Linked DNA regions of Mus musculus: all the other regions are linked to region 1. Evidence: chromatin contacts called from public ChIA-PET, HiChIP or PLAC-seq and promoter capture Hi-C data. All regions are on one chromosome and are shown on one strand. Each heading gives the region's core, a stretch centred on a gene start, on an enhancer-like site or on the middle of the called end of the contact. The rest is flanking DNA. Distances are from core to core; before and after follow the strand shown. Region 1 holds the start of Casp7 (caspase 7). Region 2 holds the start of Vwa2 (von Willebrand factor A domain containing 2). Region 3 overlaps Ccdc186 (coiled-coil domain containing 186). Region 4 has its middle 30 kb from the start of Gm32718. Region 5 holds the start of Adrb1 (adrenergic receptor, beta 1). Region 6 has its middle 11 kb from the start of Gm32492.

What was found. Promoter capture Hi-C pulls out the DNA fragments that hold promoters and counts their contacts. ChIA-PET counts read pairs in DNA pulled down with a chosen protein or histone mark. HiChIP or PLAC-seq counts read pairs in DNA pulled down with a chosen protein or histone mark.
Region 2: a promoter capture Hi-C map of liver shows a contact between it and region 1. The contact joins the promoter of Vwa2 here to the promoter of Casp7 in region 1. A contact is called at or near these places in 12 of 39 promoter capture datasets (the 3T3-L1 cell line, cranial neural crest, embryonic stem cells and 5 more), 1 of 484 Hi-C or Micro-C datasets (embryonic stem cells), 5 of 115 datasets of contacts at active chromatin or transcription factors (acute myeloid leukemia, embryonic forebrain, embryonic stem cells and 1 more) and 1 of 9 other capture datasets (macrophages).
Region 3: a promoter capture Hi-C map of the HPC-7 cell line shows a contact between it and region 1. The contact joins the enhancer-like site here to the promoter of Casp7 in region 1. A contact is called at or near these places in 17 of 39 promoter capture datasets (3T3-L1-derived adipocytes, the C10 cell line, the HPC-7 cell line and 13 more), 4 of 484 Hi-C or Micro-C datasets (the HPC-5 cell line, bone marrow-derived macrophages, embryonic fibroblasts and 1 more), 4 of 115 datasets of contacts at active chromatin or transcription factors (acute myeloid leukemia, embryonic basal ganglia, pancreatic cancer cells and 1 more) and 3 of 9 other capture datasets (adipose tissue, liver and macrophages).
Region 4: a contact with region 1 is called in an RNA polymerase II ChIA-PET map of effector CD8 T cells, with 6 times the contacts expected there. The contact joins the enhancer-like site here to the promoter of Casp7 in region 1. A contact is called at or near these places in 18 of 39 promoter capture datasets (the 3T3-L1 cell line, 3T3-L1-derived adipocytes, the C10 cell line and 14 more), 1 of 15 datasets of contacts at CTCF or cohesin (pro-B cells), 6 of 484 Hi-C or Micro-C datasets (bone marrow-derived macrophages, cardiomyocytes, colorectal tumor organoids and 3 more), 8 of 115 datasets of contacts at active chromatin or transcription factors (acute myeloid leukemia, effector CD8 T cells, embryonic basal ganglia and 5 more) and 3 of 9 other capture datasets (adipose tissue, liver and macrophages).
Region 5: a contact with region 1 is called in an HNF4G HiChIP or PLAC-seq map of pancreatic cancer cells. The contact joins the promoter of Adrb1 here to the promoter of Casp7 in region 1. A contact is called at or near these places in 16 of 39 promoter capture datasets (the 3T3-L1 cell line, the C10 cell line, the SN4741 cell line and 8 more), 3 of 484 Hi-C or Micro-C datasets (embryonic stem cells and stem cell-derived neural progenitor cells), 9 of 115 datasets of contacts at active chromatin or transcription factors (VIP interneurons, cardiomyocytes, embryonic basal ganglia and 6 more) and 3 of 9 other capture datasets (adipose tissue, embryonic stem cells and macrophages).
Region 6: a contact with region 1 is called in an RNA polymerase II ChIA-PET map of effector CD8 T cells, with 11 read pairs. The contact joins the enhancer-like site here to the promoter of Casp7 in region 1. A contact is called at or near these places in 10 of 39 promoter capture datasets (the 3T3-L1 cell line, the SN4741 cell line, embryonic stem cells and 4 more), 3 of 115 datasets of contacts at active chromatin or transcription factors (effector CD8 T cells, memory CD8 T cells and pancreatic cancer cells) and 1 of 9 other capture datasets (liver).

Annotation. Positions count from the first base shown.
Region 1 is chr19:56,394,706-56,399,818 of GRCm38.p6, reverse strand. It overlaps Casp7 (caspase 7), which reads right to left and starts at 2,690. Exons shown (of 7, transcript NM_007611.2): 1 at 2,502-2,690.
Region 2 is chr19:56,871,250-56,876,362 of GRCm38.p6, reverse strand. Vwa2 (von Willebrand factor A domain containing 2) reads right to left here and starts at 1,947. Exons shown (of 14, transcript NM_172840.2): 1 at 1,785-1,947.
Region 3 is chr19:56,799,164-56,804,276 of GRCm38.p6, reverse strand. It overlaps Ccdc186 (coiled-coil domain containing 186), which reads left to right. Exons shown (of 16, transcript NM_170757.2): 7 at 2,288-2,392; 8 at 3,012-3,110; 9 at 3,278-3,364; 10 at 4,071-4,213. Among named protein-coding and RNA genes, the nearest start is that of Ccdc186, 20 kb to the left of the region's middle. Within about 2 kb of position 2,401, at least 51 of the 459 cell types and tissues checked have an H3K27ac peak or open chromatin away from gene starts, as enhancers often do. A contact at or near this core is called in the HPC-7 cell line, acute myeloid leukemia, adipose tissue and 2 more, where this site is marked.
Region 4 is chr19:56,770,297-56,775,409 of GRCm38.p6, reverse strand. No RefSeq gene overlaps it. Among named protein-coding and RNA genes, the nearest start is that of Gm32718, 30 kb to the right of the region's middle. Within about 2 kb of position 3,084, at least 26 of the 459 cell types and tissues checked have an H3K27ac peak or open chromatin away from gene starts, as enhancers often do. A contact at or near this core is called in effector CD8 T cells and memory CD8 T cells, where this site is marked.
Region 5 is chr19:56,719,788-56,724,900 of GRCm38.p6, reverse strand. Adrb1 (adrenergic receptor, beta 1) reads right to left here and starts at 2,784. Exons shown (of 1, transcript NM_007419.3): 1 at 1-2,784. The coding sequence starts at 2,529. The coding sequence ends at 1,129.
Region 6 is chr19:56,677,871-56,682,983 of GRCm38.p6, reverse strand. No RefSeq gene overlaps it. Among named protein-coding and RNA genes, the nearest start is that of Gm32492, 11 kb to the right of the region's middle. Within about 2 kb of position 2,528, at least 41 of the 459 cell types and tissues checked have an H3K27ac peak or open chromatin away from gene starts, as enhancers often do. A contact at or near this core is called in effector CD8 T cells, liver and memory CD8 T cells, where this site is marked.

The DNA.
Region 1 (5,113 bases), core at 1,441-3,940:
CCAGTATATACCAGGTTGTTCTCCATCAGCAACCAGCCCAGGCAATCATGGGCTGGAGGCTCTAAAATGTGAACTAGAACAGGATACTCTTTCTAAATTGATCACCTCAGGAACTTATTATGCTAACAGAAAGCTGACACAGGCCTGAAGACATAAGGAACCCATTCCTGGCTGGGGGGCTATTGAGTGCTAGAGGAGGGAGGGTCTGTGTTCCTTACGAACACTGACTCCACTCCTGTGAATGGCCTCACACCGTGTACAAATGGTCAGCCCTAACTGGTGTCAGTGGGAGACTTCTCCACAATGCCCACACCACCATCTGCTGGAAGCCCAAAGCGTCTTCCTGGCTGCCCTGAGGTCAACAACTTTGCCCCACCATATACTCTCACCCCCAGGATGCCCCACCTCCATCACCACAGCAGAGCAAGCAGACCAGAGAATGAGATGCCTGAAATCTGGAGCTAAAACACATCTATCTTACAGGCAGGAGTCTAAGTCTTAAGCCTTCCTGCTAACAGCCTACATCAGCAACAGCGGACTTGACTCGTCAATCAGGAAGGCTAAGCACCCAGGAGCTTCCTCACCCCCCCCCCCCCCGTGGCTGATCCACTCGAGTCTTGGAAACATTCAAAGATCTCAGGTGACCAAGTGGGGTGCTTAACCTCAGTGACGTCATCGAAGCCAAGCCAGAACCCTCCGAGAAAGCCATCTCATCTGGGCTCATCAACGGTGCTGCCCGAGGGGCCTTCCTTGCATGACTTTTCTGTACCAGTCCTTTTCAGGGGCTGCAAAGAGCAGTCATTACGGAGACAGTGCTTGCCCACAGTAAAGAGACATGGAATGTCCTCTTTAAATGATGTAAGATGTGTGATGCCTGCTGTTATGGTTTGGCTGTAATTGGTCCCCCCCCCAGGCTTCTTGTGTTGGAAGGCTAGCCCCCTACACGAGGGGATGGGAATCCAGTAGGAAGCTGCTGGGGCTCTGCGTGTGTTAGTTCCCAAGAGGTTGCTTAGAAAATAATACGTCCAGCCACTCCCTGGCTACCCCAAATTCCTGTCTTACAATGTGGCTGCTCCTACTTGCAATCACTTTGGCCACTGGGATGCCACCTGCCCTGAGAGCTTCCCCAGACCCATGCTATGGGGTGTGGTGCCTAGTTTTGTTTTGTTGTTGTTTTTGTTTTTTGGGTTTTTTTTTTTTTTTTTTTTTTTTTTTTTTGGTCAAGTTGACACAGCCTAATATCACCAGGGAACAGGAAATCTCACTTGAGGAATTGCCCAGATCACAATGGCCTGTGGCTATGTCTATAGGGAAGTGCCTTGACCAATGGCTGGTGTGGGAGGGGAGGGCCCAGCCCACTGTAGTGGTACCATCCACAGGCTGTGTACTAATGGTAGCTGAGTGAGTAATCAGATTTCCTGCCTCCAGGCTCCTGCCTCGACTTCCCTCAATGACAGACTGTGACCTGAAGTCGTCAAATGAAATAAAGCCTTTCCTCTCTATGGTCATGGTGTTTATCCCAGCAAGAGAAAGCAGGCTAAGCAAGTTGATTGAGGTGGGTCTTCCTGAGGAAACAGGCTGCCTGCTTCCCAAACACAGCAACATTGAACAGGCTCACCTCCTGCCCAAATGCATACTTCCTTAAGTGAAAAAGTCCCGAGGCTGCCACCCAACCCATCAGTGTCACCTGAGGTTCACACCATGAGGGAACTAGAGACTTTGCCCATGTCCTATAGGAGGTTGCAGAGTGGCAGATTGTAATGCTAGGCTTTAACAATATGGACAGGGGTGTAAGGTTACGCTGGCCAAAATCTGAAGGAAGAAACAGCTTGTCAACAGAAAACCAGGGCCTTATCAGTTATCTCAGCTCAAGAGAAAGGCCTGTGAACTGCTTACAAACACCGCCTGTGCCTACTAATAAACTTACTTCCCCATAAACCCGAAAGGCCAAGGAGTAAAGGTGAGGTGTCGCCTGGAGCTCATACTGACAAGTGTCGCTTGCCAGTTTTTCACCAGTCTTAAGTCACTGTAAGAGTCTAAGAGTCCCGATGCAAGGGTCCCCAGACAAGAAAGAGTGTTTCAAGCACACTTCGCCTAGGTTAAAGACCTATGCACCTAACTCCCTCTTTCCCTGAGCACAAGCCACCAGAACCGCCCAAGATTCCCATTAAATGGACCCGGCAGCGCCTAAGTTCCCGGTCTGACAAGGTAGTCCTTGCGGGTTCAAACAACCACATCTACTGCCCTACACCCGCTCTTTCTTCCCTGTTACATCCGGAATGGCACCGGATGTCGTGAGACCCTGGTCCAGAAGACCAAGGGACCGCCGTGCCGAGCAAAGCGGGCGATGGCCAGGCATGTTGGAGAGCCTTCCGCGCCACAGCGCCCTGCAAGCAAGTTCTGCGAGCCTGCGGGAGGGAGGGGGACTCTGGGCGGGGACGCGCGGGAGGAAGGAGCTCGCGGAAGAGGGGAGGGAAAGCCGCGATGGCGGCCCAAGTTACCGTTCCCACGGCGGCGGCCAGGAGCCCACGGCAGCGTCCGTCCTCCGCAAGGGTCGAGGGCAGCTTTGGGAAAACTGAAAGCAAAAGTCCCAGAGGCGGAGGGGGAGGAGCGGGCGGGCCGGACGGGGCTGTGCCTGCAGCCCGGGAAAGCTGGGGGCGAGCGGGAACGCGCGCTACGGAGCCCGCCGCGGGAGAAGCTCGCGCGGGAAGCTCGCGCGGGAAGCCCTCGCCGCCCACGTGCTGCGTCCCCCCCTCTGCGACGTTTGGGCGACCCCTGCGGCTGCAGGAACTGGGCAGATAGAGCGCTCCCTACAGAACTGGCGGGCTCTGCAAAACTGCCAGCCAGAAAAGTGACCGTGACCCCGGGCTACCTGCTGCAAATCTGTTAAGTTCTCTGAAAATATGACTGCGCGCTTGGTCCAGACCTCTGCGAAGTTGGCAAGCGTCACCGGCACGGGAGGAGAGCGGCCCTGCAAATTGGGGCTATCCCTGTCCCCTCCTCTATGCCACATATGCAAATTTCCCCGCGCTCACCAGAGAGGAGTACTAAGAGACTCTAAAACTGTAAACGTCAAAAGTTCCACTGAGAACGCATTCTACAAAACTGTCTACCCAGCAGATGGACCCAAAATTCTGACTTGCTCTCCGCGATGGGGCACCTGTCTCGTTCTGTTTTTGTTTTTTACCTTTTTCCTAACACAAGCTGCTTCTCGACCAGATACTGTGCACCACCAGTCGCTTTAGTCTGATGTCTTCCCAGACGTTGTTGGGGAGGGGGGCGAACTTTGTCTTAAACACGTTTATACCTCCCAAACCCAGCTTGCACGGATATTGCGCCAAAATCATCATCCATGTGTGCTACCTCCCGTGTCAGGCACTAGGTTTGAGGAAGCAGACAGTGAGCTAACATGGGTTCCTGTTCATGTCATCTTCGACACAGACAGACAGACAGACAGATCTGGGCTTCCATCTGTAGACGCTTCCAATTCCTCCCCTCCACCTAGAGTTCTCAGAACAGCTCATTCACTCACACTGAAGCAAGCTATGTGAGAGAACTTTGTGAAAACGCCAGAGATACTCGATTCTCAGACCTACAGGTCTCCGGAGCCATCAAGGCTATTTTATTTGCTAGCATGGTTTTTCTTGAACCCCAGAGTTTTAGCACTAACTCTAGAATCTCAGCCAGTATGGGCACTTTCAATTCTTAATATGCCTGCCCTCCTTCTTATTTAATAATGCTAGTGTCCCTGAACTGTGGAGGCAAATGTTGGGGTAAGCCATGGCTCACGCTATGGTGATTTGCTTTTTAAAACTGACAGTCCTTTGAAAAATGAAGAAATCCTATCTCCACTATAATTTATCTTTGTGTAAACCATGACTTTTTCCAGGGTAGTCCTAAAACGTGGAACATTTAACAACCAATCTCTACTTATTTGGTGGTGAGGAATGTGAGAAGCTGCCCACCTGACAGCACCAGGGTCCTGTTGCCTGGACAGTGATGTTCTATCCACAAGAAGGTTTGCCTGTGCTGTGGCATGCGTGGCGCATCCGCACACAGGAATCCATCCCTCACGCAGATGGAGAGGCAGGGCGGCACCACAGGAAACCTCTTGTCTGTTCTTGCTTGTGGGTCGGCGTGAGAACATCCACTTACTTGCTCCCAGCCTGGATCATTACAGTACCGACTCTTAAACTTCTGGAAGCACAGAAGGGAAGAGACCCATGGCAGCTTCCGCTCTGTAATATTGTACTGACACCTTAAATGCAAGTGATTTCTCTCCTGAATGTCTCTCCTAGGTCTCCCCAGCTTTGGTGTTATGGCTTAACCCCAGGGCTTTGGAGAGAAGAAGCTTCGCTAAGTTATACCCCTGTTCCCAGCCATGTGACCGCACTAAGCATATGGTCTATAGTAAGTGTGTATCGGAATCTTCCTCCTAAGACCTCCACCAGCCTTATCTATCAGGTGGTTTCCCTGGGGCTGAGCTCATAACTGCTCCTGGCCTCATCTCTCTAGACTCTGTCTCTAGCCTCCTCCGGTAGCCAGGCTTGCCAGTAAGTTTCCGTGCCTACCTACAGGGCACACCTGCCCACACCTCACCCCTGTGGGTACCAGAGCGACTGTTCTCAATCTAACAGTCCACAAACAGCTAAGGCTGTAACTACACAGGACTCTAGTATAGAGATACCCCGAGATTAGCAGAAGTGCCGTTGTCTGTACCCACAGACCCAGACCCAAACTCAGGCCCCTTATTGAGATGCCAACAGCCTTCTGCTGGTTGAGGAGCAAGGGAGCAGGGCCCAGGCAGAATCCTTTCTTTTCCTACAGAAGGAATTCATGTTGCCTCTCAACTCCACATGTATTCTGACTGCTGTGTGAAAATTCACTCGGGCCCTTTGAGTAGTTTTCCTATGCCAGTGTTAGGACCATGGATTAAGTGTGGGGAGCCAAAGAGACTTTCCACAATGGGAAGTTTTGCTTGTAGTCTCTGTCCTTCTTGCATCCTGCAGAAGCAGTGGACACTCAGTGGCAGGATCCCATAGCCCACCTGCACTTAGTAATTTCCTTTGGTATCATCCTCTTGAAGTGCTCTCCCAGCAGAGACCTCTCCCCA
Region 2 (5,113 bases), core at 698-3,197, 480 kb before region 1:
AAAGCAAGTCCGAAAACTCACTGGTTTGGCCTCTGGAGGATCAGACATTGATACGCTGCTGGTATATTATCTGGGATGAATTTTGTTCATATCCCACCAAGGAAAAGCTCATACAACGTTTCCAAATCACGATCTTTTTTTTTTTCTTTTGTGGCGGTGCATAGTTCATAATTCTGTAGCCCACCGTTCTGAAGCACTTCATGGTACCGTTCTCACTCCACTGCCATAAAGGTAGGGAATTTCCTTTATCCAATGGCAGTTATTAAGCATCTTCCCTGCACCCAGGACTTTGGGTGTCAGACAGTAAAAATGATTCCTAGTCATAGGACACACACACACACACAAAGAGGACGGCTAACAAAGGCATTGTCACGAGGCGCTCGGCCCCAGAGTCCACACTGCCAACTAAGGAGGCCCTCCTCATGAAGCTCCTTAGAAAGCCAGGAGTGGAGAACTGGATATGCGCTTGTAACAGAAGAAGCGCGTCTGAAAGATCATTGACTGTGTGATTTAGCTATATGGCATCTAGGAAACAAACCATGGAGATAGCCGAACAGATCAATCCTTGCCATGGGGCTAGGGAACGGTGACATGAACAGGCAGTGGTAAACATTTGTCCAAGTGTATAGAATGTGTGAGTCCTCAACTGTGGAGTTTGAAGGCTCAGCACTTTTAACAAATCCCATGTAGTGGGAGATGGTAATAGAACAGGTTGGGGCGGGCGGGGCAGAAGGTATATGCAAAGTCTTTGTACCTCTGCTCAGTTTGGCTATTAACTATAAAGCTAGCCCTCGGGTTTTCCCATCCATTCAACCACAGAAACACCGGCCTCTGGCTGGCTTGTTCCATAGTCTGCTGAAGGTGGGGGTGAATTGGTTTGTCTTTAAGTTCTGGGTGGGTAGACCCAAATCAGATTTGACAAGAAATACTTCCTTGATGGATTTTCAGGCACACTGGGGATGATAGAGGGAGGAGTCCTTCTGTATCCCTGGGCTTTGCCTCAGAATCAAGTCTAGAACATTCCATGCCCTGGAAGGTAGCTTTGAGCTAACCATCCAGACGCTTTCCGTTTCTTTCTCAATAAGACCATTTCGGAGCAAAGGAGACTTTGAAGTTTTAGGACTGAATCCACAGGCATTCAGAGGGCTCTCCGTTTATTTAACCAAGGGAGCATATAGTGGGATGCCATACCACTAACAATCATCCCCTCCCTTCCCTAGTGCGGTCCTTACTGAGAAGTCCAGGCTGATGCCGGCAGGCAACGCTGTAAGCAAACACAGCAGAGCATCATCCGCTCCTTTGCCTCTGTCTAGAGCTCAGACTTTTAAATCACGGATTCACAATGTGCTGAGCCCCTCCCACTTTATCTCTGCCCGCCACTGACGTCTGGTCCTGGGCAAGCTGGAAAAGGGCAAAGAACAGGGCCGAGCCAGGTGATGTTTGCTGCGGGGAGCCCGAAGGCAAGCATGTCTCTCCCAGGCGTGCGTTCTGCGAAAAGCAGAACCCCTGTCTCGCTCTCAGAGCAGCGAACTTCCCTCGAGTTCTTCAGGAAGTGACTTATTTGAAAGGACGAGGCTGTCTGTCTAGGAAACCCGGTTGAAATGCTGTAGCACCTGAGTGCTCATAATACGGAGTGATGAGCAAGTTCCCAAAGCTTTTTATCAAAACTCCAGCCCCTTCTGCAGTGGCCAGGGAAGGGGTCCCCACTACGGCGCCAGGCCGCTCGCGTTTCTCCATCCGCAGCCTGTCCCCCGGCCCCCACCTCCCAGGCCAGCACCCCTTACCTGGTGCGACGCCGCGTGCGCTCTCCGGGATGGCGTTCTTCCAGGCCGGCCGCTTAGGTGCGCGAGGACAAAGCGAACAAAGCCGGCGGCACTCGGCTTGGCTGGGCAGGTAGGGGCGCGGGCTCAGGCCTGGGGTTCCACACGCTCGCTCGCTCACTGGCAAGGGTGCGCCCAGTCCTCCGCCCCGCCCCGCCCCAGTTGTTGGAAGGCGTGGGCTCCCACCCGCGGAGCGCACAGCTGCTCTGCCCGCGGCGTAGGCTGGGCTCCGTTCGGGGGGCGCTGCGGCTCGCAGCCACGTGGGGCACCTGTTGGTCTCTCCCAGCAGAGGCGGGACGGGCCGCTCGGATGCAGCCTGTGAGGATCCGGACGTTCGGCGTGAGGGCGGCGCAACTATTGCTCCAGGGAACCGCGCCCGCCTCGTCCCTCGCCCTGCCCGGCGACCCGCGACCCACGACCCACGGACCGCAGCATCATCAACACTTCCGAGCGACCTGGCCGCTGCAAGCGGTGCGGCTGTGGTCACAGAGAGTGTTGGCTACTCCGCAGGTTTTATCGATTCCACCCTTGAGGAAATGTTGACTTTGGCATCGTTTCCATTTGTCTTCTGCTTTTTGCCAACCGGCCTGTTAGTTCTTGCAGGTGAGTGGTTATTGGGCAGCATTCGCCTTTTAACTTAGAGGGTGCCAGGTATTTGTCACAGAACAAACAACGGTGTCCCTTCTGGCAGGTGCTCCGTGCAGATAAACCCTCAAATCATTTTTATACTTAATCAAAACTACATATTGTGTGCTCATTGGAAAAGTTTACAAAATAGAAAACAAGAGAAAGCAAATAGAAAAGCCACTGGTACTCAGCTGCAGACCACTGGGGAAAAGCTTTCATTTCCTCCTTCAAAACCTTAGTTTCTTCCATTGATGCTTGATCATCCACACCTGAGTTGAACATCTGCAGTTTGGGCCGTTGTAACTCTGCTCTACCTATATACACCATTTGCTACTGCTTAATGCTGAGGCCTTAAGTTTAACACTCCAATCAGGTATCTCGGTGGGGCGGCCCAATTACATTTGGAAACTAGTAAATTTCCTAGACTACAAGTTATATACAAGAATTCCATTTTTCACACTTGTGTTTGTGTGTGCAGGTGCATCATCACATGTGAAGACATAGGAGGATCTGGGGGGAGTTTTGTTTTTTGTTGTTGGGTTTTTGTTCATTTTGTTTTTCTTCCACCACATGGTTTTTGAAGATTGAAATCACATTGGCAATCTTGAGGGCAAGTAAGTGCCTTTGCCAGCTAGGCTATCTCCCTGACCAAGGTCTGTTGTTTTTAACATAACTGTCTTCCAGGAAGCTCATCTGTTCCCTATTTTTTGCGCTTTCCCCCAGTATTCCTGTAAATGCCAACCTGCCAGGTAAATACTCCATTTTGTATTTTTACACATTCTTTGTATTTAACATCTCTCTGTTGCATTTCATTCTGTAGTTCTCGGATGGTTTCCAACTCGTCCTGTCTGAGAGCTTTCGGGGAAATTGGCACCTGGCAGCTTTGATGTTGCAAACTTCACTGGAGAGGGGAAAGGTTATTATATGTTTCTTTCTTCACTCAGTTCTCCCTCCCAATACCATTAACTGGAACACCAAAAAGTAACCCAGGATTGCTTCCAAGTAGCACTGAGGGCAGCAAGTGTGGGATCAGTGGGGGAGCCTGCCTCCTGGGTGAGAGGGCTTCAGTTCCATACCAGCAGATTTTAGAGAAATGAAAGGCACATGTGGAATTTCAAATGTCTTAGTGGGTATACAAAGGACAAAAACAGGCAAAGTCATCTTAAAATTAACCCACATGCCCCACGTGTTTCTACATGCAATCAATGCATACTGTACTAAGCCTTCAAAATGCAACAGTGTACACACTGAACAGTGGTACCTGTGGTGAGTGGCCCATGCTGTTATGGACAGCAGCCCTTATGAAGGCACCTTTGACAGCCTCCTACCCTTCCAGTGGTGGCTTACCATCTCCCTGCCCTTCTGCCTAATTAGGCTTACTATGGCAAGACTTTTGGCTATTTTATGGATTCTTCTTTCTTCCACGCTTCCCTCTCCCCATACCCCTCCCTTCCAACACCCTATGATGGGAGAGAGAGGAAAAATCCCCAAATAAAGTCAGGAGTAGGAATGGGGAGAAGGGTGGAAGAAAGAAGAACCCACAAAGTAGCCAAAGGTCCATTTTATCTGGGATAAAATGAAAACATATTTCCATAATATTTTGAAGCAAACCAAGAGTCTTACCACACCTAACATTTTTTACCTAATTGGAATGACTTCACATTTCGCCTCATAACTAAAGTCTCAGCATAGTCTGGGTATGTAGCACTTGCCTGTGTGCTGTCCTACCACTCCTAACGCTCCAGGGAAGCCAGTGGTACCGTCTGCTTCAGAAATAACAGTTGCTGCAAACTTTTCACAAACCTGTCCTGCCCAGGGGCTCTGGGGACAATCAGAGGGTACTCGGGGTGGCAGAGGCTTCTTGTCTCAGAAGCTCCGCAGCTGCTGGACAGTGCTTCCTCTTCGAAGATTCATGTGTTAAGTCTACAGGGAATGACCCAAAGCTCCAGCTGTGCTCAGGACGATGCCTTGTCTTTTTGGCCCCAATGCTTGGTTACTAATGGGGAGTAACGGGCTTTTGGTTTTGTTTTTCACAAGACAAGGTTTCGCTGTAAAGCCCTGGGTGTCCTGGAACTCCATCTGTAGACTAGGCTGTCCTCAAACTCAGACTCCCTTGTCTCTACCTTCTGAGTGCTGGGATTAAAGGTGTGTGCCACCACTGCCCGGCTGAGTAACTGCTCTTTTAAAGTGCATTTGCACAAACTGCCCTGTAGTGTTTCTGCTGCACACACATACACACACAAACACTTCTAAGTCCAGGTGAGAGCTTCAACCCGATTGAGACAAGAGCGTGGTGGAATGACTATGGCTCTGGAGACAGCAAGGTGGTGTTCCTCGGCCATTTCTGCAGCCTGTTGGTTCTGTAATGCAGACAAGATGCTTCACCTTTGAGATCTTGACTCGTGGAGGATGGTGTCATAATTACTGACCACCCGAATGCTTCACCTCCACAAGGAAAGCAAATCTAGGCGCACCACAGACCTGCCAAGGTGAGGACTTCCTGTGACACTGAGGGCAGTGGCAGTGAACAAAGGCTTAGACAACATCGCCCACATTCCAAAGCAAGCTGGTCTGCAGTGGGCCTCACCTTCAAGTGAAGCTAAAAGTTTTAAAACTTTGTGGTGCAAACAGTTGTTGGCATTTTAGTCTAGGCTCTGCCCCACAGT
Region 3 (5,113 bases), core at 1,152-3,651, 400 kb before region 1:
GATTCCCAAATGTATAACTTAAGCTGCGTCCTTTCTACCCAACATCGGCTGCATTCAACTGCATTCTTTATACCTGACATTGTCAATAACTTACATTCGCTTAAGATGAACTAATAAAGTGTTCTCCCTCCACCACCCCCCTATTTGAATAAATGACAACTCATTCTTTTACTTTGAGGACAAAAGGCTTGGGTTCAGCCTTGATCTCATGGGTTCATCCTTGTCACACATGCAGCCTCTCATCTTACACTTTTCAAGCCTGTGCACACTGAAGCTGCTTAGCCTTTCTGCGCAAGCTCTGAACTGCCCGCTCTCCCATGCTTTGTTGTTGCTTCATTTCTGCTCCTTAACTCCTGCCCCTAGCGTACTGAACATCCAAGCCTTTGTGTGCTTCCTTTGTTTATTTACCTCTAGCAGTAGACTGTCAGCTTCTCGGGGGTAGAGAGTTTGGTTTGCTTGCTCAGCTCTTTCCCTTGAGAATAGAACAGTGCCTATAAGGCTGCGGAGATGGTTCAGTGGGTCAGGGTGCTCGTACCAATGAGAACCTGAGGGCAAATTTCCAAAAACCCATGTCAAAACAGGGGTACTTGTGTGTCTGTGTGTGTGTGCTTATGCGCGCGCATGTGTACACACATGTGTGTGCATGCTTGTGTGTGTATGTGCATGCGTGTGTGTGTGTGTGTGTGTGTGTGTGTGTGTGTGTGTGTATTGAGATGGGGTCCTATACAGGAGAATCTCCAGAAATTTGTAGACTGACTAGCCTGGTGCTTGCATCGGCAACAAGGTGGAAGGTGTGGCCTGACAACTGAGGTCATCCGGTGAGCTCTGTAAGTGGTCAGCTGATAGGTAGAATATAGACAGTAAGCATCCTTAACCTGACACAATGGGATTTGTTTTCATTTATTCAAATGTTCAGTGTTATCTGGCACTCTCACTTGCTGGATTTAGGGTGTTGAAATGGACCAGAACTATATATGTCAGTTGTGTCTTAGTCACAGGAGTGAGGATGCAGAACCACGGTTGTTTATACTTTGTCTAAGGCTCTGTGGAAAAGTATTCTGGTTATTGTGTTGCTATATTTTAAGTGATACTGGCCCCTGACTATCAAAGACCAGTACCTCAAGGTAGATAAGTGCTAGTTATAAGATGTTTATTGTTAAAATGGCATATGGAGTAATGTGTGGAGCCTAGGTGCAGGGCAGATGTTGAAGAGACAAAGGCTACGCTGCCCAAGCATAAGAACAAAAGAGGGTCACTGAGCTGCCCAGAGCAGAGGCTGCTGCCTAGGCCTCACAGGAGCCCAAAGGATCTCCACAGGAGCAGCAGGTGTCAGTCATTACTTTCCTCATCGCTGTACCATAAGGAAGGGAAGTCTTTTTGACTCACAGTTTTGCACTAGAGCAGGAAAGGCATGACTGACAGTTTGAGGGCCTTGATCACGTTGCATCTGCAGTCAGGAAGCTGGGAGAGAGATCACCAGAGAGCAGGAAGCAAGCAAGGAATAATAAGGAAGATAGACTATACAAAAGAAAGTGTGTATGTTTTCAGTGGGAATTGGCAAGGGACAGTTGAAGAGTCAGGCAGTCAGGACTAGAGCAGGTGAGTGAAAAATAAGAATGAGGGAAAAGCAACAGGTTTTGATGAGGAAATCCCTAAAAATCCTGCATGAAGAATGCCATTTAGCAGTCTCAAAGCAGAGGCCATGTTCAGTAGTGTCGTTCAGTTAAAAGGGAGTTTCAAATGGATATCACAGCCACAGCCAGAGACTCTCTGCAATGTGCAAAGAACCGTAGAAGACTGCTTTTCTCAGTGCTGAAGTCATTTAGAGGACTCTGGGGAAGACTGCTGATTAACTTACTGTCCATCAGTCTCACTGTTAGCCATTTTCCCCGTCAGAAACAAGCAAACTGTTAGACTCCTGCTTAATCCCCTTAGTCTAGTGCTACAACAGTGTCCTAGTTAGGGTTTTCATTGCTGTGAAGAGACACTATGACCACAGCAGCTCTTATAAAGGAAAACATTTAATTGGGGACTACATCACTCAGTCCATTGTTGTCATGGTGGGAAGCATGGTGGACTTCAGGAAGACGTGGTGCTGTAGAAGGACTGAGAGAGTACATCTGGGTCCTTGGGTATCAGAAAGGGTGAGCTTTGAAACCTCAAAGCCCACCCACAAGGTCACACCTCCTTGTTGCTGTTACTGAACCCCACAAGCGGGGACCTCTTTGCTCTCACTGTCCTCCACCTCGCTGTGCCTGATGTTGTCTTTGTCGTGTTGTCATTGTAGGAAACCAAAGATAAACTCAAAGAAACAACTACAAAACTAACCCAGGCAAAGGAGGAAGCTGAGCAAATCCGGCAGAACTGTCAGGACATGATAAAGACCTATCAGGTAGGCTTCCTTGGTGAGAAGTCCGTTATCAGAGCTCTGTGCTCATGCACGTTCCAAGTCTGCCACTGTGCAGTGTACGTGCATTTCTGAAGCACTCAGTTAAAATACAGGTTAGTTCCTGTGCTGTAGTACCTGCAGTTCAAGTGGGGAGACGGTCTAGTGGGCAAGCATAAGAACCTGAGCGCCCACATAAAAGCTGAGTGTGGCAGTGTGAACCCCTAACCTTGGCTTTGTCAGGGTGAAGAGAGAGGTGGGTCCATGCAGCTCACTGGCCAGCCAGTCGAGCCAAGTCAATCAAATCAGCTCAAGTTATATGATATCCTGTCTCAAAAATAAAGTGAAGGGCACTTGAGGAAGAGGCTTGGTGTTAGCTCTGGCTTCCATGGGCACACCACATGACTCATCTTATCAGAGACTTTCCCTTCAAAACGTCGTAGAAAACACTGGATTATGTCATACACTCAAAGTGCACTGTTCCTGTTTCTGCTCTGTTAACACTTAAAGTCCTTCAATACTTTCTCCAGTTTTGGCTGCATAATCTATTGCACAGCTAGTAAACTTGATAGCAAAGCTTTGTTTATTTTCAAAGTAAAAGTGTTTTTCATTGTTTTTCCATTAGGAATCTGAAGAAATTAAGTCAAATGAGCTTGATGCAAAGCTCAGAGTTACAAAAGGAGAACTTGAAAAACAAATGCAAGAGAAATCTGACCAGCTGGAGGTGAGTTTAGTTCTTCCGCACTCTCTAATACATCCTGATTGGCTGGGCTGTGACTCAGGAAGAGGAGTGGTGCATTCGTGACTGTCCACAGATAAGGCCTTCTTAGGAAAACCAGGCAGGATACTGCTAGTGCGCCTGTGTCTCTCAGCGATCTGTGTCTCTTCCAGATGCATCATGCCAAAATAAAGGAGCTAGAAGATCTAAAGAGGACATTTAAGGAGGGCATGGATGAGCTACGGACATTGAGAACGAAGGTAAGCAGTTCCTCACTCCTAACTCAGGTGGGATGAACACTCTTAGTTTACTCTGCTTTTTAAGGTGTTCAGAAAGCAATGCTTAGAAATCTTTCAAAATAAAAGAACTTAGGAAAAGACTAGCATTTTCTTTAGCATTTGCACTGCCACTGACTCTTGCTGAGCTGAGGTTATGTTAGTCACTGGAAGTGCTTGCCATGCATCCTTGCTCATGGCACACTTCAGCATCTGCACCTGGAACATCTGGGCTTTGGAGCTAAGGACAGCAGAGCAGTTGGCAGAATGGGTGGACCTTACAGCACCCTTATGTCGTTGGCAGACCCAAAATACTCCTTCTGACTGTATTTAATAGTAGTTTCTAACAATGTTAGTGAATAATCTGTGGTCAGAGTAATCTCCCTCTTAGGACTTACACGCTGGCTCCACGTGCCAGTCGCTTATCTAGAAGTAGGGTTTTGTGCAGGCACCATGACTTGAGACCACAGCACAGTACCGAGTGTCTGCCATGTCTGTCCTGTTGTGTCAGGTGTTCACTGCAGTTGAACACAGGGGAGTTGTTGTCGTTGAGATAAGGACAGCAGCTTCCTGTCTCCTCACAGCAGCTCCTGCAGCACTTGTCTCAGGTTACTCCTGTGTCTGCCCTGTCTGAGAGAGTTCATATGGAGCACGGCGGTCTGTGCTTAGCTTGACTGTGATCATTTCACAGGCGAAATGTCTAGAAGATGAACGCTTAAGAACGGAAGATGAGTTATCAAAGTACAGGGAAATTATCAATCGACAGAAATCTGAAATTCAGAATTTACTGGACAAGGTGAAAATCACAGATCAGTTACATGAGCAGCTTCAAAGGTATGAAATGAGTGGTGTTTAAGATGGTGTCTCTGAGTACAATACTGTATCAAACAGGAGCAATTCTCATAATTCTTCCAGTTAACAATTCTTCAGTTTGTGTCTTTGAACTCCTGTCACGGCTTCTAAAAGTCAAATCAAAGTTTCTATTTCATAAGCACTGACAGGAACCATGCATAGGTGGGGTGGATTTGGTTTATCTGTTCTGTGGCTTCACAGTCTCTCCTCAAATGGGAAGCGTGAGTCTGCACCTGGCTCCTTAACTTTGTGTGCGAGCCTTGAGGTCAGAGCGAATGTCATTCTGTGATGTCCCAGCATCGTTTAAACTTGGTTCATGATGTCATATAGTAGAGCCTGGACTCAGGGTTAACTTCTATTGTCCTTGCTGTCCATCTCCAGGCAGCCACCCGAGTGCTGCTGAAAAAAGGTTCTCACCCTCACAATCACCGTCCTCAGTAAGGACGCCAGAGACCAGCCACCTCTCCTTTCTAGACCTCTGTCTTCCTGGTGTGTCTCTTCTGGGGCGACCAGCGTTCTCTCTGCTCTCATGTGATTAAGGGCTTTGAGCTGCTGCTGGTTTCTACAACCATTCCCTACTGCCATTGTGCAAGAAATGCTTCTAGTCTGAATTGGATTATTCTTTCCACGTCTGCTGTGGGGTCCAGTGCCTTTTTCCTTCTTCAGCTTTCGTGATTATTCCTTTATCTCTTGTCAGTTATTTTTTTTTTTTTAAAGTGTGTGTATGGATGTTTGCCTGCAAACCAAACCTGGGTCCTCTGAATGAGTAGCCAGTGCTCTTAACCACTGAGCCATCTCTCCAGCCTTGTAAATGGAAGGCCTTTTAGAGCATAGGTTCCCATTGAGTTCTGACTGTGGCTGTCTTCACAAAGTACAACTGAG
Region 4 (5,113 bases), core at 1,835-4,334, 380 kb before region 1:
TGTTCTGTGGGAATCGTGAAGATGGGCAGTTGCCTCCCATTCCTGCACCTCGCTGTGATGCTTGATGACGATCCTAAGTGTGACATTGCACGAGTCACTATAAGGGGGGGGGGGGGGCGGTGGCTGCTCCTGGCACCCCCAATAGGCCATGTCTAAGATTCCCACAACTCCAGAGTTACCGTGCCATAGCCCAGGCAAGGATCCAACTCCACCACTTGGCATGGAGATCACAGATTGGGAATTGGCTTTTATTGGTATATTGGCACCACTGCCAAGTGTATGTGTTTGTTGATATGGATCTAATGACCTTCCTGAGAGCTACAAAGATGTTAATAAGAAAATGGCAACCCAGACTTCTCATGAATCCAACCCATTATCTAAATTAATGAGCAAGAACACGAGTTCTCAGAACCCTTAGCTTTTGGCCCTCGAGCCAGGCAGGATGCAATGTCATTATGTCCGGTAGACCTTAGGCAGCGCCTGGCTCCAGAACCAAAAGTGAGTGTGTTGCTGCGTCTGTGAGTATGGACTATGTCACTGTCACTTTCAACAGTTACTATCTTAGCCAGATAGTGAGATGTCCGCCTGCTGGGAAAGTCAGCCTGCATTCCCTGCCCCAACCCACTTTCAGGAGGGACAAATGTAGCTAGAGCCCTGTAGGCAGAGGGAGTGACAGGGCCCATGTAGAGGAGACTCCTTAGCCACCCATTCTGGGGCCACTTCTGTGACAGAGGAAGTCTTGTTCCTTGTGGTTTGAGGACATTCCTTCCGGGGTTAAGCCCAGTTTGGAGCCTGTGAGCCTCCAACCCCAAGGCAAGGAGGAAAGAGAGAAACGGGTTCCCCATGTAAAACCCTGCTCACACCCGAGTTTCAGTTCCATGTCCCAAGGCAAAGCAAAAGACCACAGACTGAAGTCACCAGGAGGCAGCCGACAGATCAACAGCTGCCTAGGGAGGGTGCTGGGCCTCAGTGTGCTGGCCAGAGGTCTGTTCTCACGGGCCTTGGTTCCGATGACGATGGCAGGTTCTTTGTTTGTTTCCTAAGAATCCTTGTCATTCTCTGTCTGGTGCTGAGACACTGGGTCCTGGACAAACCAGGACAGATAAAGAGGCTTACCTTAGCTTTCTGTGGTAGGAACTCTGGAACATCCTCCCCCATGCCTGGAGACATTTTGCTATAAATAGGATTCGAACAACATGGCAGTCAGTCAGTGAGAGAACCGCTGTACATCACCAGCTATGTGGCAGAATTAATTCCCATATGCAAAACATTTTATTCCATAAAGGCTTTACAAAGTGTAGGGCTTGAGAAATGAAGTTCACTCTGGCTCTTGCTAAGTGTGAGACCTCAGGAAAGTTTGAGAACCTGGGAGCCTGTATTAGTCTGCAGTAGCAACCATAATAAAATACCAAGGATCAGGTGGCTTAAAATAGAGACCCCCCCCCTCCATATTGAAAGCCAAAACTTCTGGACAAAAGTGTGGGGAGAGGTTGGCTGCTTCTGTGGCAGGCCTCCCTCTTGTCTTTGCGGGACTCCCTTGCTCTGTGTTCACGTGATCTTGCCTGGGTGTTTGCATTTGTACTCTAATCTCTCTTTATAAAGACACCAGTCAGATTGGATTAGAGCTCACCCCAGTGACCCCATTTTAATGTAATTACTTCTTTTAAGGCGCTATCTCAAACATAGGTTCATATCCTGGGGATTTGGGAAGGGCATGGCATGGTTCAGTTTCCTCACTGGTAAAATTGGAATCAAGCTCGTTCTCTTTTCTTGAGATGCAAATGAGATCAAGTAAGAAAAGGAACCGTGGAGGGTTCCAAGTGCTATAAATAAAAGCAGGCTGTCACTCTATAGGTAGGACAGAGAGCTCACCACAGCGCGTCTGGTGGGTGGGTTGGGGTCTGTGGACGTTTTAGTCTCCGCACACCTAACATCTGGAGACCAAGTTCTGTTTGGAAAGACAAACTTTCGATGATACAAAATGGCATGTCTTCTTGGGACTTTGAGCCTTGAGAAATAACACCAGTCCTTGTATCTGTCCCTCCTCACCAATTACATACATTCTCTGTGTCAGACGATGCAAACGGAAGTAAGGCTGCTGCAGTCCGTAGGGATCTGGGTGGGTAGAAGACATCTCTCTGGCTGCTGTGACTCCCTGGGAGCCTCACTGAGCACAGTCTTGCCTTCCTTCAGCAGATTTTGCCTAACCCTTCCTCAGTCACCAAGGCTGTTCAGGACCTGGACACTTGGAGGTCAGCCTGGGTCTGGGACTGAGGCCGCATGGTCTAAAAACTAAGGCAGGGGCAGAATTCAGGTTCTCTACTCTTCCGTGTCTATTACGGGATAGCTGACCCAGCGAGATCATTCTGGATTCTATGAAAACCAAGAGCCAGTGATGTTTGCGCACAGAAGCCCTAAGAGTTTACACTTGAAATGCAATGGTGTCTCTTCCCACCCAGACCCCTATGGAGTGCAGCAGCCCCTCTTCCGTTTGCATCATCTGACACAGAGTATGTGTGTAGTTGTCGAGGAGGGACAGATACAAGGACTAGTGTTATTTCTCAGTAACACTATAATAATGAAACACTTAGAAGATTTTACAATATCTAAAAGACTTTAAGGCTATTAACACTTGCTTTTTGATAGCGAGAGAAGCATTAGTAGTTTTGATTACAGAGTTTTCCCCTTTGGTCAAGGGTTGGAACTACAACCCAGGCCTTCTGCATGCTAGGCTGGTGCTCTACCACTGAGTCCTCTCAGATACTAGGGACCTTGGCCACCAAACTTAACTTCTTGCCTTGAAACTCCAGGCTGTTTTGCAGGGGAGGACGTCGTTTTCACTTGGACTTCAGTCTTGCTGTATTCCCAAATCAGAACTGGAAATGGGAATTATGAAGCCAAAAATATCAAACAGCCTTAGACTCTTGGTTAAAAACATCCGTGGCAACACACGACTAAGCTTCCCTCCCCCAAGCCTGACATTTGATTATAAGAGGAAAACCGCAAGCCAAACTTAGCGAACAATGTTATAATTAACTCACAAGCCCTCTTGGGCTCACTAGTGGTTTTTAGGTCTCAGACATGATGTCGGATGTTACTTAGTAGCGATACAGGAGGGAACAAAGCCACACTTTGCTCTGTCACTGAACAGCAGCCCCAGCCCGGTTCCCTCCCCTCTCAATTATTCAATATGGAGTTTCCAGGCACAAGGGAATCATTTGCATGTGATTCATTTACATAAATCAGGGTCAAAGTTATATGTTTATGTTACGTGGGGTTCTTAACAGCAAACAAGAGTCAAATCTGACCCTCTGAGGAAGAGATGGGAATGTAGTAGTACCACACGACTCCCAAAATCCTTGAAGGTTGAAGCGCAGGGCAAAACGTCAGTAGCAAATTCCAGCCAGTTACAGGTGTTCTTGGACACCCACTGCCTTTATCTTTGGTAGTGTCACTGCAACACACTCTGAGGCCTTCCTTCCCACTGGGTAACGTGCTTGTGGTGGCCTCCTGCCTGTCAGCGTGACCCCAAATTTTAACCAGGCTCTCTTCACCTTGAGGTTTAGCTCCCATCCTGATGCCTGTTGCTTTTGCCTGGGCTGAACCTGTTCTGTTGACAGTGGTATCCAGGCTTCATCTTGATTAGTGTTTAAGCAGGAATCCCAGACAGACCATACAGAGACAGAAACCCCTGGGCTGCGTGTATTTATGCTCAGTTCTGCCATGGGCTTCAAAGGCAACTCAGATTCTTGGCCTGGTAGAACAACCTCATGCGTGTCTCTGAGGGAGGGACAGATGCTAAGCCTCAAGAGGACGGTGTAGCTTACACTTACACTGAGAAAGAAAACTCTCACATAGGCATTACAGAAGTCATATGCATACAGGTAAGATGTGGGCTTGTTGGAGTAGGTGTGGCCTTGTTGGGTGTAGGTGTGTCACTGTAGGCATGGGCTTTAAGACTCTCAGCTTCCTGGAAGCCAGTGTTCTGTTAGCAGCCTCTAGATGAAGAAGTAAAACCCTCAGCTCCTCCTGCACCATGCCTGTCTGGATGCTGCCATGTTCCCGCCTTGATAATGGGCTGAACCTCTGAACCTGTAAGCCAGTCCCAGTTAAATGTTGTCCTTGGTCAAGGTGTCTGTTCACGGCAGTAAAACCCTAACTAAGACAGACATGGAGTGTGACAGACAGACGGCCAGCTTGAGGACTACTCTGCTTCCCCGGCCCTTCCACTGCACTGTTCATAGGGAAGGAAGAGCTATTCTCTACTTCTCATAGGTGAGGTACTAGGTTCTGTGTCCTGACAGCCTGGCCTTCTCTTATTTACTCCAGTGGTTCTCACCCTTCCTAATGCTGTAACCATTTAATCCAGTTCCTCGTGCTGTGGTGACCCAACTCGTAGAATTATTTTAGTTGCTACCTCCTAACTGTATGGTTGATACCTTGTGGGTTGACTGAGAGAGAAGGTGGTGGAGGCCTGAGGCTGGCTGGTTGGAAGGCCCTGAGGACTGAAATGGGGAAGACCTGTTTCAGCCAGAAGGCATTTCACTGAACAGAGGCACATCCTCTTCGAGGTCTGGTTGCCTGGAGACCAGAAAAGAAAAGACTACTGGCGCTTAGGGCCCTGATGGCCAAGACAAGTACCACTGAGACCCAGTCTAGCATGCAAGGGGGAGCAAGCTCCCATTCTCTCCTCAGCAGCACTAGAAACAGCCTGGGCTCAGGGAGGAAGCAGAGGTCACGTCTGAGGGAAACACAGCACCCACAGGATTGGGGTGTAGAGGAGGGGGAGGAGGAGGAAGAGGAAGAGGAGGAGGGAGAGGAGGGAGAGGAGGAGGAGGAGGAGGAGGAGGAGGAGTGGTGCATGCCCAAGCACATGGTGATGGGAGATGACCCAGCTGAGCATCACCACCAAACTGAAAAAATTGCTTAGGGCATGGCTCCCTCCCAGGGTTTCCTCCATAGCCTGAGTGGAGGTGTCACTTAAAAGAGAAAAACTGATTTCCCCCCAGACTCCACCCCCACCCCACTAACCCCCCAAATCCTTGATATAATGCTTGTTCTTATTTGCCAACCTAAAGGAATTTAGAACCACTTAGGAGATTGTGAGGATGTT
Region 5 (5,113 bases), core at 1,535-4,034, 320 kb before region 1:
TAAACCATCAACTCAATAACATAATAGACAAGAGAAACTGAGTTTGAATTTTATTTTAGCTTTTTAAAGATCTGCCCACCTCCCCATCCCAGTAAAAATATTTAATTTTTTTTGTGCAAGTTAACAACTTCTATGAATTTTACAATGCCTAACACTGTGCAAAATGGCCTTCCAACCACTGCCTTTTTTTTTTTTTTTTGCCGTCTTTGTTTTTAGCCACATGTGCAATAATCTCAACTGTTTCCTTTTTGTTCTGTCCTATCTTTAGTTGACAGAGTCACATGTCACAGAGAGAGACTCAGCGCCTGGTCCTTCCAACTAGTATTGATACATAAATAAGCTGTTTAATATAAACAAGTCTTTCTATCTTGCTGTGCAATATGCACAGAGTGAGGTAGAGGACCCACAGCAGGACCACCGAGGCGCGCAGGGCACAAGGTTTGCCCTCTAGGAGAAAGCAAGGTGAACCGTGCTCCACACATAGTTTCTCGAAACCAGATTTGTCTGTTTCGCATCCTTCTTTTCCCTTTGCTTTAAGAACAGGAGACACCAGTACTCCGGAATTAGTATGCAATTTCTTTAGAAAGCAAAGGGAAACACTTCCTGGCTAATTATCACCGGCCCCGCCCCCACACCAAACCTGAGCTGAATACTTAGGTTCCTAGGTGTGGAACCGGAAAGCCAGGTGATAGACTCCATCCTGCCCCCTCCCCTCCCCGCCTAGTTTCCACTCGGGTCCTTGCAGAAAGTGTCAAAACCCACCTAGGGGCGGGGGGGGGGGGGAATGCCTGAAGGTGCATTAAACACACGAAAGGCCGAACCTCAGAGAGAAAGGAACTCAAGACAAGCCAGTAAGCCATACTAAGCCACACTCTCCCAACTCCTCCTAAACTTTCCTTTTTGCGCAAACGCTCGGTCCGGGGCTTTTCTGTACGTCTCGGATGATTCGATAGATCTGTGGGCTTTGCATTCACCTGCTTTCGGTCTTGAGTAAACAGAGATCTCCTCTCTCCCCTGGGGAGCGGCTCAGGGGCGCCCAGGCGGGCTCTCTTCCTCTAGGGATGCAGAGCCCGTGTCCAGCCCGGGACTATGGGGAGCGGCGTCCGTGCGCCCAGAGAGCCTGGCTCTCTACACCTTGGACTCCGAGGAGAAGCCCTGGCGCCCCGGCTCGTCCAGGCTCGAATCGCTGTCCACAGTGGTTGTCCCGCCGTTGCAGCCGGTCCAGGGCTCCAGCAGGCGCGCCGGTGGGGTGGTCCCGGCGTCGTCGTCGTCGTCGTCCGAGGGAGCTCCGGGGGACGGCGGCGGCCCAGCTCTCGCCAGGCAGCCGGAGGCGCGCGGCCGGTCCCCGTGGGCTGCGCGGCGTCTGCAGGCGGCCCGGCGCGCGCAGCAGAGCAGGCGCTGGAAAGCCTTGCGGAAGTCGGGGCTGCGGCAGTAGATGATGGGGTTGAAGGCCGAGTTGGCGTAGCCCAGCCAGTTGAAGAAGACGAAGAGGCGATCCGGCACCAGGTCGCGGTGGAAAGCCTTCACCACGTTGGCCAGGAAGAAGGGCAGCCAGCAGAGCGTGAACACACCCATGATGATGCCCAGTGTCTTGAGCGCCTTCTGCTCGCGCAGAGCCACGAGGCGCGACGGCCGCCGCTTGCTGGAGCGCCCGTTGGCCAGCGAGTCTGCGGGGCGCGGTGGCCCAGGTGACGGCGAGGGCTCAGGCGAGGGCGGCCGGGCTGGGCCGCCGAGGAAGCGGCGCTCGCAGCTGTCGATCTTCTTTACCTGTTTTTGGGCCTCGCGGAACACCCGCAGGTACACGAAGGCCATGATGCACAGGGGCACGTAGAAGGAGACGACGGACGAGGCGATGGCGTAGGCCCTGTTGGTGACGAAATCGCAGCACTTGGGGTCGTTGTAGCAGCGGCGCGCTTCGTCGCTCTCGGCCCGCCACCAGTGCATGAGGATGGGCAGGAAGGACACCAACGCCGAGATGGCCCACACTGTGCACACGAGGGCCCGCGCTCGCGCGCGCGTCAGCAAACTCTGGTAGCGAAAGGGCGACGTGATGGCGAGGTAGCGGTCCAGGGCGATGACACACAGGGTCTCAATGCTGGCCGTCACACACAGCACATCTACCGAAGTCCAGAGCTCGCAGAAGAAGGAGCCGTACTCCCAGCGGCCCCACACCACGATGGTGGCCCCGAAAGGCACCACCAGCAATCCCATGACCAGATCAGCGCTGGCCAGGGACATGATGAAGAGGTTGGTGAGCGTCTGCAGCCGCGGGGTCTTGGCGATGGCCACGATCACCAGCACGTTACCCACCACGATGAGCAGAACGATGAGCGCCAGCAGTAGGCCCATACCCGCGGTCCACTGCTGCGACAGCGGCGCTGAGCCCTCGCTGGCTGGAGGCAGCAGCGAGGCGGGAGGCGACGCGAGCACCAGCAGCCGCGCCGCGGTGGCCGCACCGTCGGGCAGCGGCGCGGCGGACGACAGGTTGCAGGGTTCGGAGGCGCCCAGGGCGAGCGCCCCCGCGCCCATGCCGAGCTGCGGAGGCCGGGGGCGGGGGGTGTGGCGGGGCTGGGCCGCGCCTGGGGAGCACCCCAGGAGCCGGGGCTGCGGGGCCCGCGCGGGGAGGTCGCGGCCAGGTCAGGGCAGCCGCGGCTCGGGGCCGGAGGCATGGACGCCGGGCGCCTTCTCCTCCGTAGCCGAGCGCTGTCTCCGCCGCCGCCGCCGCCGCTGCTGCTGGAGCCGCTGTCGCTGCTGGAAGAGCCGCCGGGACCTCAGCATGTTTCTGAGCGCGCGGGGCCGGCGGCTCCAACACCCAGCACCTCCCCCCCCCCCTTCGCTGCCACCCCCCCAGCCAGCCCCCGGGGCCGCGCGTCAGGCTCCCGCAGCCAATCGCCGCCAAGGCACGCCCCCGACAATGGTGCCCCCACCCCCAACACCCAGCACCCCCTCCTACCCGCGATTGAAAGGCTCCAAAGATTGCGGGCGGACTACGCAGCCAGCACCCACGGGCTGCAGCGAGCGCGCCCTTTCCTGCTCAGGCTTCTTCCAGAGTCTAGTCTGCGGCGCCCCCTGCGGCGCCCCGCCGCCTCCTGTGCCCCCCGCCAACCAGTAGTCTCCGTTAACCTTAGCACCCAGCTCTCCTTTTGCCGCTCCCGCAAGAGCGCCCTTATTTCCCTTCGGCACCCCGTAGTTCCCTCGCCTCTAGTGCCCGGTTCCTGGTAGCTATAAGAGAACCTTACAGGCGTCTCGGAGACGCAGGAGTGCCTTGGACAGCCTATCTGCTGGGATTGGAGGAATTTAGCTGTGAGACTGGGGTTCTGCCATCAGGCAGCCTGGCTCTTCCCTGATCGCGAGGGGACCTGGCCAGCATGACAGCTTGGGGGAATAGGAAGTGGGTGTTAGTGATTAGAGGAAACTTTGCAGCCAGGCGGGTTGCTGGAGCAGGGTACGCATCTGTCAGAAAGGCTCTCTGGGCGCTGTTCTCGCGCGGAGCTGTGCTCTCTCCTTCAAGTGCAGTAGATGGGGAAAGGAAGGGAAGGTTTGTGGATGTAACTGCCAACACCGAGGACCAGTCGGATACACACACAGGCCCCAGTCCCAGCTAAAGAAAAGGATGAAAGAGTTCTGAATATAAAGGAGAAGTTTAGGGCAACATTCAGTCCAGGGTAAATGACGTCGCCCCACCCCCACGCCCCTCGTGGAAAGAACACGGAGAATGACGCTTCAGACTTTTTGACTCCAGTACCAACACCTTAACATCCGCATCTGTGCTCCGTTACCCATGGGATTTTGCAATCTGAGCTGAGCCAACACAAGGTGCTATCCCTTTTGGGTTGACGTCATGAACTGGGATTTCAGATTTCTTGGGAGGGTGGCTAGATTCTCAAAACTGTGGGATTAGCTTTGGGAAGATGAGGGAAGAAAATATATACATACTCAAGGCGATTAAATCTGAAAGCATTTAAAGTCATACCACATTTCCTCGCTTCACATTGTCGAGAGAATCCGAAACTAGAGTCTTTGGCTTCATTCCTGATGCGAACAGAGGATGGGACCTCGGGCTGAGGTCCTCTGATCTACCCCTGGGAATGCCTCTACCTCAGGCCGTAAAAAGGAAATCTGTAATTAAGTTCTTGAGAAGCGAACAGTTCCCAATTGTCTCAGAAGGGAAGGGTGCACGGTAGTGTTATATAATGTTATGTAATGCTCCCGAGTCCTTCTTGCATTGGAATAAAAAGATTAGCATCTGGGAGGAACATCAACATGTGGCCAAGCTGGTACTCTCACCTTGCCAAAAGACACAGGCTCACAGCTGTCCATCCACAGCCGTACTCTTCATAAAGTCAAACCCGTGGATGTGCCCTAGGATCAGGCTTGACCACTGAGAGTGTTACCACGGGGGAGTGATCTGTTTATTCACCCCTGCCCTGGACTTACCAAGTTCTGCCAAGTTGGGGAGTTTTGAGAATCAGGGAACAGGAACTACACCGAGGGCAGAAGGAGTTGGCACCCATAGTCACCCCAGCCTCTTCAAGCCAGGGTCTCTCCTTCCTGTGGCTTTTAGGGGATGGCTGAAAGGACTCAAGGGACAATCTGAAAAACGCCCATGTTTTGAAGTGAGCTGACCAAGAAAGGGCCTCTGAGTGCTGGGGTGTGGGGAAATGTGGAAAGAGGCTTTCTGCTAAGTGGTGCTATTGGGGTGCAGTGTATCGACCTCGTGTCCCCAGGGCATGGGGTTTCTTGGGATGATAAGGCCAGAACTGAGCTGTAGAGATTGGAGTCAGGAGCCGAGGCTGGTAACCTTGTGCTATTTATATGTATGAACACACCAGGCGGCAGGACCACCATTCTGGATTTTGTGACCTTTCCCCTTGATGACTTGGTGTTACATCAAGTTTCTCTGCATTTCTGTGGAATAAATACATTCAAGTAAGCATTCAAAAACCAGGAGGCTTTTCTAGCAGGGCTTCATAGAGAGGATCCCAGATGCTCTTAGGGACTTTCCTCAACTGTACTGACAGGCGTACTTAAAATAGTGTAGCCTCAGCTAGCATGGAGGTCTCTCTCTCTCTCTCTCTCTCTCTCTCTCTCTCCATCTCTCTCTCTCTCTCTC
Region 6 (5,113 bases), core at 1,279-3,778, 280 kb before region 1:
CTATGCACGAGTGTCCTGGAGGTCACAGCACCGAGAGGAACTCTGCCACAGACACGCTCCTTCCTGCAGGACTTGGCTTGCTCTCTTCCTTTTGCATCCTATGGACCAATTCCATGCTGTAGGCTGCCCCCACACGCCTTAAACCAACATCTCCAGCTCCTTTTAAATGTCATTCAGTTTTCCACCCCTGTCACCGCTCTCTGTTAGACACCACATAATGATTACCAGTGGTTTTGCTTGCTATTTGTTTCCTGTTGCAGAAGAGAAGCTTCATGGAGTGTGATCTTGTTGTGTTGTTGTTGTTGTTTTCCCCATTTTGTTCCATATCCTATTCCAAAACTCTGAGCAAGGCTCAGCGGCCTTTAATGCACACTTCAGAAAAAACAGACCGAGTGTGTTCAAAGTGAAAGGCCTGGGGCATTGTGGAGACATCAGAAGTCCTCAGTGGACTGGAGCCAGCGAGACAGCTCAGGAGGTAAAGGTGCCTTCTGCCACGCTGGGCTTCCTGAGTTCAATTCTCAGGACCCACATCAAAAGAACCAACTCCTAAATGCTGTCTTGACTTCCGCATGCTCATTATGACACACACACACTCCCCTCCCTAATAAACGAGTACATATAATTTTAAAATATTTAATGTATAACTCTAGGGCCAGCGAGATAGCTCAGTCATTAAAGGGGCTTGCTGCTAAGCATGGTGATCTGGCTTCAATCACCAGAGCCAAGCCCACAAACTTGTCCTATGACTTCTACATGTGAACTGTGGCTTGTTTGTCCACATATTCGTACGTGTGCAGTGCACATAAACAAACACATACAAATACAATCAATTAAAAGGTATTTGGCTCTGAGTAGGGTGTGTGGGGTGTGTGAAGTGTAGGGGTCAGGACATGCATGAAGGGTTAGTCTGGAAGCGCACAGTCAGGTAGAAAGTGACTGCGGTTGTTCACATGGGAGGTTCATAGTTGGCCCATGACATTTGCAGGAAGGTGGCAGCCTACGGTTGGACCAGAGGTCTGGTGTGATGGCAGACTGTCCGTGCCTGCTGATGGGCTGGGTGGAGAGGTAGCTCAGAGCTGGCGGGAGATATGGCAGCCGAGTTAGCAGGAGGAAGCCTGGAAGTAGAACCACAGGTATGAGTCTAGAAAACAGGATTTTTATTTACACATTTCCTCCAATATTTCCTGAGCTGTCAGTGCTCTGGGAACGGTGCGTGGCTGAGGATGCCACAGTGACCAGCTGAACTGAAGTTCTGGTATACGGGTTCTCCCATTCTAGGGGAGAAGGAAACTTTAGTCAGGGAAGCTGGGAACTGGGTGTGCTAGAGGGTGGGGGATGAAGAGAAAGAAGAGGGAAGTTATAAGGCCCCTGCTGAATCTTCTAGTCAGATAAAACAGCCAGTTCTTCTGAAGTGGGCCCATCTTCCACCTGTAAGTAGAAGGGAAATCATCAGGGGAGGCGGTTAAGGCAGCAAAAGAGGGAAGTCCCAGGTTGGGGATGCAGATGAGATCACTCAGTGGGTTCACATTGGGTGAGAGGTAGGAAGTAGCTGGGAGACTGGTGAGCTAAGCTGACCCTGTGTCTGGACACCACGGAGTCCTAGTGTTAGCTGTGGGAGAAAGGTGGACCCGCTCTTCAGCTCAGAGGAGGAAGCACCGCAGGGAATACTCCCCCATCATGTACAATATTTAATGACGGGTGTTAGATGAGGCCAGCCAGAGAGCTGTTAGAGCTGTGAAGAGCAGATGCAAACGGCTGTGGTGAAGACTGTTAGCACTAGGCGGAGAGGAAGCGCGGACCAGAGAAAGGATCCCGTCCAGCTTTGCCTGAACCTGAGCTTGTGTGCAGTTACTTCCGGGTGCATGGGTAACTCAAAGGCCCCTAGACCTTTTGGGAAGTGTGATGGTTTGCCTATGCTTGACCCAGGGTGGCACTTTTAGAAGGTGTGGCCCTGTTGGAATAGGTATGTCACAGTGGGCGTGGGTTTTAAGACCTTCACCCTAGCTGCCTGGAAGGCAGTATTTTCCTAGCAGCCTCCAGATGAAGATGTAGAACTCTCAGCTCCTCCTGCACCATGCCTGCCTGGATGCTGCCCTGCTTCCACCTTGGTGATAATGGACTGAACCTGTGAACCTGTAAGCCAGCCTCGATGAAATGTTGTCCAATTAGAGAGTTGCCTCGGTCGTGGTGTCTGTTCACAGCAGGAAAACCCTATCTAAAACAGGAAGTCTCTTGGGCAGCTTATGAATAGCTATGCCGCTGAAGAGCCCCATCTGTGGCGTGGATGAATCATGAAAAGATGTAGCACTAAAGACTCTTTGGGGTCCCAATCCCCAGTCCACGTATTAGGTCTTACATGACCTGGGTAAGGGTTGGGTTCATGTGGGGATCTGTAAAGGCTCATTAGCCTAGCAGTCCTCTCTCCACCCGTAAGGGAATGTTGATAGGCTGGTCCTGGTGAGTGTCTCCTGTGGGTGATCACAGATGCTCTCATTCAAGGCAGCCTGGAGGAAACAGCCTACAACAGCTGCAAGAGATGATCATGTGCAGGGGCGACAGATATCTGCAGTCCTTCCTGTCTCTGCTCCCTTCATTCCAGAGGGCCCGTCCCTGGGACAACGGCTGCTCAGTGAAATGCGGTGCCCAGGGGAGTCATTCAGGAGATATCTGATTCATATGACACACGCATGCATGTGAGAAGATCTGTCTGTGGTCCTAAGCAAGCGTCAGGTGTGTGGATGTAGCTGACAAAGCCCTGGAAGCCCTTGGAGACTTTCAGCATGCTTAGCTGTAGGTGAGAGCCAAGTCTGTTCCTGGAACTTTGGAGCTGATGTTGGCAGAGGCTGCTGCTTTGTACAATGAGGCACTTTAAGGTCACCGTCAGCTTCAGGTTTGTGTGTGGTGAGAGTTACCATTGCCGGCTCACAGATAGCTAGGTGCTGTCAGCAGGACTTTCACAGGCCTGCTCTCTGTGTGCCAGGAGATGGGAGAGGACCCACAGTGTTAACTGATTTCTACCATGTAAATACCTCGCCGTGGCTAACTTGTAACAGTTTAACCACTGACTCTCAGAGGTGTTGCAGTTTCAGGGAACATTTAGCGGCTGGCTCCCATACACCAGCCTACTTCTTTCTGTCAGGAAGGCCAGGCGATAGTTCTGCAGGCCTAATTCCTGTGGCTTCTCAGCTTTTCCTCACTCCCTGTGTTCATGCTTACACTTCACAAAGGAGATGGCCGCATGCCCGGGACCATGAGTTTTCTCTCCACTGTTTGAGTTTTTCCTCTGTTATAGTCTTTCAACCATGGCCCTCGGCTGAATTGAGTAGTTGACCTTGTGACTCTCCACTGACTGGCTCTTACTTACGGTGGACGGTAGCTCTCCATAAGAGTCTCCTTGTTCTGAATCCTTCTGAATTTGGTGTTCTCCATAGAAAGGATGTCACTACAGTGTCCCCCGAGAACTTAGGAAACGGATGGTTATAATTTCACCATCCAAACGCTGTGGGGACAGAGAGGTAGTGAACGCTGAGTCAGAACAGGTCAGGTTAGTGTAGGTCTGCACACCGGATGAGGAGCCGCAGCCTGTGCTGATCCACAAGCCACACACCTTTCAAAGTCTGGGGCTACAGGGCCACTTCCTGTCTCGTTTTCATTTGCCACTTTGTTCCAAAGGAAATCTCATTCTCAAAGCACATTAATAATGAGCAAAATGCCATGGTCCTTCATCAGGGTCGTACTTCGAAACAAAGGCAGACCTTACACATTTATGTATTGAAGTCTGTGCATTATATTCCCAGCCCTGCTCTGGCCCTCCCCGGCCCCAACAAAATACCATCCATTCCTAAAAGTAGAAATGAGAAATTGAACATCCTTTAGGCCTTGTTTCTTCTCAGGGGCTGCACAGGCCACTCTGCCATGTTGACTCCCTGCATCAGGAGCCCAGAAGTCTTTTTCCACATGCAGTTGACGTGTGCCTTCTGCAAGTCCCCTGCAGTCCTTTGTGTTCACGTCCATCTTCAAACCTGGCTAGAGTAGCTCAGGTGGGTCCTGTGGAGGAGCCAGACACAGCTGCCTAACATACAACCACCCTTAGGTCCAGGGACAGGAGCCATTTTGTGGCCAGTGGAAGCGTGGTGGTCACTGTCACCAGTTTCATACACAAGAGAGACCTGGAAGTAAATGGACAAGCCAGATGACACCCAAGCAGTGACGTGTTGCTCACTGGTGACATTTGCGCCACTTTCGTTCTCACCCCTGTGAGCCTTGCGACACCAGAGGCTGGAGGCTCCAGGAGCCAAGAGGCTGATTGGGAGCCCCAGGAGGCACAGGATGCAGATTAATCAATCTCCAGGCCCACCAGTTTCCCTGAAACACCCGCGTGCTAAACGGTCACTTGCAAGCCAAGAGCAGCAAGTTGCCTCAACTCCTGTCTGGAGTCTACCTCCTGGAAAAGTCTACGAAATCAGGCGGAAAATCCAAGGTGGTTTGGTTTGTTTTTGGCTTTTTCACATGGGCTACCAGACAGAAGTTCTCCGAGATTCCAGATGGGTAGCAGCTGGATAAAATGTGCGTCCCCAGATCTACATTGTACCTTGGGAAAGGGGTGTGCTGAAGGCGTCTGAAATATTACTAACTTCCTTTTCCTCCCTCCATCTCTCCCTCCCTCCCTTCCTCCTTTCCTCCCTCCGTCTGTCCCTCTCTCTTTTCCTTCCTATCTGAATGTCTGGGTTCACTTGTTTGGATAGAAGTAAAGAGAGGAAAAAAATCTTTTTGGCAGTGGTTGTTTTGTTTTCTCAATTTTCTTGTCAACTGACTCATGACAGAAAAATGCCAATTTCAATCAATTTCAGTTCCACAGAACAGAAAAATAGAGAATTTATAGGCAGCCATTGGAAACAAAGGAGCCATCTGGTTTTTTAAGTGTAATTCTTCTCTGGACTAGTTCTCCGTAAGAAATGAGGCTGTTTTCCATCAGAATACCGCTGAGAATGTTTCTACTTTTCCCGTAGAGCCCCATAGCCCAGCTCTGGTGGGCTTCACGGAGAAGGTCCCTCCTGCAGGGAGGGTGGCCTTCCCCATCCTCGGGCTTGTGGGTTGACCAACACCTCTGTCC